Regions from separate parts of the Hordeum vulgare genome. Here region 1 is linked to region 2. The links are chromatin contacts, called in public Hi-C maps. All regions are on one chromosome and are shown on one strand. The core of a region is the stretch at or near the end of the contact, and the rest is flanking DNA. Distances in the headings are between cores, read along the strand shown. Region 1 holds the start of LOC123402827. Region 2 holds the start of LOC123401619 (mitogen-activated protein kinase 3).

Evidence for each region. Hi-C and Micro-C count contacts between places; a contact is called where the count stands out from the background.
Region 1: a Hi-C map of leaf shows a contact between it and region 2, with 8 times the contacts expected there. The contact joins the promoter of LOC123402827 here to the promoter of LOC123401619 in region 2. A contact is called at or near these places in 4 of 6 Hi-C or Micro-C datasets (leaf and seedling) and 1 of 1 datasets of contacts at active chromatin or transcription factors (embryo).

What each region holds. Positions count from the first base shown.
Region 1 is chr6H:63,332,096-63,335,545 of MorexV3_pseudomolecules_assembly, forward strand. LOC123402827 reads left to right here and starts at 2,142. Exons shown (of 6, transcript XM_045096785.1): 1 at 2,142-2,284; 2 at 2,729-3,450. The coding sequence starts at 2,796.
Region 2 is chr6H:63,103,478-63,106,623 of MorexV3_pseudomolecules_assembly, forward strand. It overlaps LOC123401619 (mitogen-activated protein kinase 3), which reads right to left and starts at 1,263. Exons shown (of 3, transcript XM_045095455.1): 1 at 1,240-1,263; 2 at 1-58. The coding sequence starts at 52.

The DNA.
Region 1 (3,450 bases), core at 892-3,391, 230 kb after region 2:
CTTGGCCTCCCAGTAGTTTGTGTCTACCTCCGCCACTTCTAAGCTTGTTTGTCCAGCAGTGTCGGGTGCCACTCTCCGACGGCAAGTGCAACCCCACCTCCCTTACTAAGGAGGCGGTGTCGACCAACGGCCTAACTACCTCATCTCCGGACCCTGATCCGGCGGCTATAAGTTTGCTCAGACTCAAGCCAAGACAACACCTTTGCTCGGGTTGCCAATGTCGACACTCGCGGATGATGGCTTACCTCAAGGCGCTCCCATGGCCTTTTTCTGTCCCTCTTCGAACTGAGGGAAAACTTTGGTTCCTTGGACAGGATGGCGACGGCGCCACAACATCGTTCTTCTTCATGAACGTATCATCTTACTCGCACGCGGCCTCCCCGATGTTGGCTTTTGGCGATGTTGGATGTTGTGTTGGTTCGACTTACCTCTCTAGCTCCGAGCTTGGTGGATTGTTGCATTGTATCCTTTGTCCAGGTCCATCATTTCTTGTCTCTTTGCTCCATGCATTTCTTGCGTTTGTGTCATCTGTTGTATTTCTATTGGGAAACGTTTATACACGGCGCGCCGGTCGAACCGTTTCGGCCAGACGCACCGTGTTCGTCCGATCTGGGCGGATCGCGCGTCCCCTCTGCGCAGGCCGCCGTCGCCCCCTCCCCCCCCCCCCGCTGGCGCCTCCGTCGCGTGCGTCCCCTCTGCCCAGGCCGTCGTCGCCCCCTCCCCCCGCACAGGCGCCGCCATCGCGTGCGTCCCCTCTGCGCATGCCGCCGTCGCCCCCTCCCCCCGCGCAGGCGCCGCCATCGCGTGCGTCCCCTCTGCGCATGCCGCCGTCGCCCCCTCCCCCCGCGCAGGCGCCGCCGCACGCCCTCGTACCTTCGCTGGCGTCCCCTTTGCGCAGGCCGCCGTCGCCCCCCCCACTCGCATGCGCCGCCGCACGCCCTCGTACCCTTTGCTGGCACTGCTGCAAAACCACCATCGCCGGTGCTCGGGCCGAGCCACGGGAGATGCCATGGCTGCCTCCTGCCATGGACGGATCTGTGTGTATGCATCTATTAAAAAAAGCTATAAGCGGTGTGCAAAAAGCTTCAAACGGCATTGAAAAAGCTTCAACCGGCATGAAGAAAAGCTTCAAGCGTTGACGAAAATTTTGTTACAAGCGTTGGCATGGCGAGATGCAACCATGATGAAAAAAATGGTACAACCATTATACAAATTTGCTACATCCGTAATTCTATTTTGTTGCAAAACCGTTATGCTCTTTGCTACAAGCGTCGGCATGGCGAGCTGCAACCATGATGGAAAAATGCTACAACCATTATACAAATTTGCTACGTTCTTCATTTGATTTGTTGCAACCGACGATATAAAAAGCTTCAACCAGCAAAACACAAAAAGCTGCAATCCTTGACTCAAAAGTTTCAACCATATGTTTGAAAAGCTTCAACCACAGACCAACGAGGAAAGCCTGTCATTTTTGCTACAACTAGCAAAAAGCTTCAAACGACATGGAAAAAGCTTCAACCGTTGTGGAAAAAGCTTCAAGTGACGCGGATTTTTTTCAAGGAAAGTGAAAAAAGCTTCAAACCGGCGACGTCGACGACGACGAGCGGCGAGCGACGAAGGGAGGGATGAGGGTGCTGTGACGAGAGGCGACGAGCGCGCCGATGAGCAGCTCTGACGAGTGGCTTCGACGAGCGTGCTGGCGAGCGCGCCGATGAGCGGCTCCGGCGAGCACGGGGTGTGTTGTGCTGCTTCGAGCTCAGTCGCCTCACGGGAAATTACTGCCGGGGTCAATAGCGCTCGTGACGCTGCAATTTTACACAGGAAGACGATGCAAGAGATTGGCGAAGAGACAAACAGATCTGATGGCTAGCAGCTGTTGCATCGTAGGGTCACTCGTTGACCGGCGGAGGCGCTCGCGCGGGTGCGCCGGCACAGAAGGGTGCCTATTTTTATCTGTATCCGTTATAATTCCTTGCATTAATGAAATGATAAAGGAAAAAAAACTGCGGAGACAACGGAGTAAATTTCCTACTGTATGTGACACGGATTGCATCATGTGGAGTGATTGGCGTGAGGGAGCGAAAAAATAAAATAGCCACACGTCCCCTGCTGCGGTGATTTCCCCTCTTTGACTTGTAGTTGCAGGTTGCCTTCCAAGACCCAAAGAAAGGTAGCTGCCTCTGGTTTCGCCGCTTCGCTAGTGTTCGTGTGTGCCCGAGAGTGACCGAGTGGACGGACGCTACCTACTCGTCGTCTCCGATGCCTCTCCTCCCGCTTCAAGGTAACATGTCCTCCACTATCAGTATCAGCATCCCCCCTTTCCTTCTTGCTGGTCTCGGATGTGCTCCAAGCTCCGCAAGTCCAGCAAGAGAAGTTTAGTTCGGTAATTTCAGTATCTATTTACAGTCGCGGCCGCAACAGGGGATGGAATAGAATGCTGCAATTTGATGGATAGAGGTCCCCTTTGGCAATTAGTTGTCTCGGCTGAGCAAATCCCTAGCTTAATCGATGAATCTCACGGCTGGAATTCGATATCCCCTCAGGATTTCCTGCGATTTTCCCATCACACACACATAGGATTCACAATCCCCGTCTGTTTGCATTCGAAATCCATCCTCAGTTTACCGTTTCCCCAGTAACTTCATTGCCCCAGTAGCGAGCATATCCTTTCTGAATGTTTCTCTGGATAACCCAACAATATGGTATATTTTTCTTTCTTTTGCAGCCCTTCCATCTGTCGGCGTCGTCAGACCACTGAACAGTGAACTCCCACCGACGTGGATGTGACGACGATGTCCATCGCGTGCTGCCTGCCGGTGGTGGAGTGCGTGTACTGCCTGGCATGCACGCGGTGGGTGTGGCAGCGCTGCCTCCACACCACCGGCTACGACAGCGAGACCTGGGGCCTGGCCTCGTCCGGGGAGTTCGAGCCGGTGCCGCGGCTATGCCGGTTCATCCTCGCCGTCTACGAGGACGACCTCGAGACCCCGCAGTGGGCGCCGCCGGGGGGCTACGGCATCGATCCCCGGTGGGTGCTGCGCCGGCGGACGCCCGAGCACACGCAGGGGCGCGCCCCGACGTACCTGCTGTACCTCGACCACCGGCACGCGGACGTGGTGCTCGCCGTGCGCGGCATGGACATGGCCAAGGAGAGCGACTACGCCGTGCTGCTGGACAACAGGATCGGGCAGGCGGGCTTCGACGGCGGCTACGTGCACAACGGCCTGCTCAAGGCCGCCGAGTGGGTGTTCGACGCCGAGTGCGACGTGCTCAGGGACCTCCTGGCCAGGAACCCCGGCTACACGCTCACGTTCGCCGGGCATTCCCTCGGCTCCGGCGTCGCGGCCATGCTGGCTCTGCTGGCGGTGCGCGACAGGGAGCGGCTGGGTGGCGTGGAGAGGAGGAGGATACGGTGCTTCGCCATGGCGCCCCCCAGGTGCACGTCGC
Region 2 (3,146 bases), core at 13-2,512:
AATGCTTCCCTTGGTTTCCCATGCCATTCGGAGGATCCACCAGCATTGCCATTTTCAACTAACAAAACAAAACATATAACTTAGTATACCATAAATAACAGTACTGGAAGAAAATTTAGTTTCTTTTAGCTTACACAATCACCAAATTTCAAATGTGAAAAATAAGACAGACTCATTACAAAATACAAGTGTAACAATGTCCCCATCTTTGAACACTTTCCTACCCTCCAGACCTTAGACCTGGGATCGACGTAGGCCGATGTATACTTATTGATAGTACGTTGGCCAAGTATTGAACCTAAGACCCCTCAACTCTGATATTATATTGAATTGCATGCGCCTAACCATGGCACCCAAATGCTTAAGCTGACAAGGGGACGTGGACAATAAACAAATCTCCAGCTAAAAGAGGCTTTGGTAATAGTTTACATGACCTCAGATGCCAATAGAACACACACACTCTTGTTTTTCTGGTAAGTGTTTATGTGAAACTCCAAGTGGTAGAAGGATTCTGAACTGAACCTAAACTGTACCATGCACCAGGAGCTACAAGGCTCATAAATTCTGATCAGAATCGGCAACAATGAATGAACTATATATATATATATAAGCAGTACATGTTGGCATGGCATCTAAGTGCAGTTGTACTTATCTAAGCTTATAAATGGACACTGGCGCTGACCAATTCAGCACTTGAATTGATGAGCGCCAATGTCCCCATTTACATAAGCTTATAAGTGGTAACTTTGATCGGTAGCGCAGCCAATCCGCGCATCTAAGCACCATGCAATGCCACTCCTCGCTACCACCTCTCACCCGCATTCTCATCAGCCTCACTCGGTGCTAAACGCACAAGCCGAATCCGCAGCCTGCAAGAACCCATAAGCTCCCGGTGGGCAGATCGTCGCCCAGATGATTAACAGGGCAGCCTGCCATCCTAGCAGCGGATCGCGGAAATGTACCGAGACAATCATCGCGCACCCCGGCACGATGCATCGCCGGAGCACGACGGGGAATCGAATAATTCGGGCGGGACACTCGACTAGGCAGGCACGCACGCACGCGCCCGGCGGCACAATCGGAGCTCGCCAGCTGGGGCTGCTCGCTCGGATCAGGGGCGACCGATCTCCGCGGGACAGAGACCGGCGCGGGCCGTCCGGACAAGAGCCGGCCGATCTCGGGCGATGCAGAGCGAGCACGAGGATTGCGGGGGGAGGACGGGGAGGAAGGCTCGCTTACATGGGAGGGGGAGGGAGGGCAGCTGGGCCTGGGAGAGGATGGGGGAGGGGTGGGTGGGTAGGATCAGACGGGCCGCGGCGCCATGGGCGACCGAATTCGGAGGCGAATTGCAGCTGCGGGGGGGAGGGAGGAGGGTGCGGGTGGGGGTGGGGTGGGGTGGGGTGGGGGAGGGGGCGAGGAATATTCCTCCGCTCCGTCCCCGGCGAGGCGCGTGGAGGGGACGGCGGCCGTCGGTCCGGGGGATGGGCGCGGGCGGGCCGTCCGATGCGGCGCGGGGCGGCGCCACGTGCGCGCGGGTGGGGGTAGGGTGGGGGGATGGGGAGGACGCGCCTGCCGTGGGATGGAAGGGAGGGGAGGGGAGGGGATTGGTCCCGTTGTCCCCGTGCGCGCGTGGCCGTGGCGGCCGCGGTCGGTGGCGGCAGCCGGCACGCTTCGGTTCCATAGGCGAGGCGAGGGTTCGAACGATGAAATGTGTTCCACGAGCGGGTTGGGTTGGTGGGTGATGATGGGTCGCTTCGAGTACGTACGAGAGATTGTACGGGCACTGGCTTTGGTATGAACGCCATGGATTGAGTGAGGACTAGTACACCGGGATTGAGTGAGGACTAGTACACCGGGATTGAGTGAGGACTAGTACACCGGTAGTACGACTTGTGCACGATGCGTGCGTTTTTTGCTGCGGAAATTTATGGCGCGCCTTCATCTTTCCATGCTGACGGTTTTTTTCTACGGGGAAGGCACGTGTACAGTGGCGGAGACAGGAATGATTTTCAGGTGTGGCGGAGTTTGTGAACGAAAAACCCATATACAACTCAGTTATGGAAGAGCTCACTAGAATAGCAAATATATATTACTTGGAGTTCAACTAATACAACCAAAATCCAAAATTTAAGTATTGACACTCTAAATACTTCATTCGATGATGATTACATGGATGATCGGTTGTCAATATATCATATATATTAACTGGACGGGTTTGCCTATAAAACATCAAAACCATAGATAAATGATGAATTAGTAATTAGTACTCCATCCGTTCCAAAATATAAGACCTTTTAAAGATTCCACTAGAAGACTAAATACGGAGCAAAATGAGTGAGTCTATACTCTAAAATATGTCTATGTACATCCGTGTGTAGTTTATATGGTAATCTCTAAAAGGTCTTATATTTAGGAACGGAGGGAGTAGGATACAATGGTAGAAAACACATTATGCAAGTGTAGATAGTTAGAAAGAAGCCATCGGCTTTGACAAAATACTCTTTAAATCTGTAAAAAAAAGAAAAACTAATTGGTTAGTCTCTCAACAAAAATAGTAAAATAATTGAAGAAATGTTCAATGTGATTCTTGACTTCCTCTGTGAAAGAGTAGTAGTCAGCCGCCAAGAACCAAGCCCAACAGGAGGCGAACCACCGCCCAAAACCTAAAAATTATGCTGGGCTAATAGTAATATACGTACTTGCATGGCAGCTTAGGTATGGCGGTGGCCAAACCATGCCAGATTGTTAGATTCGCCCCTGCACGTGTACGCGTGTAAAAATGTTGCTGAAAGAAAATTTTCACCAAATGACATTGTACCATCGACTCATTGTCGATTCAAATGCACAAATGATGTATCACATGTATTGTTCACCCGATTAGCGATATGTTTCCACCGATGAGCTAGTCTTTCTCGACAAGGGCTTCCGTAAGACTCAAATAAGTATGACTAAGTATGTCCAGAGAAGGGTGAATAGACAATCAAGTCAAAAGTTTGGCTTTAAAAAAAATTAAGATCTTTAGCAATTTTAGATGTTTCAAACAATCCGTCAAACACCTTACACATTTAGGTCTATAAAAATATATATAAAGCGAAGAGTAAAGGCATGCAAGTGAAAGTAACACAAGCAGTGTTGCACATACGCAA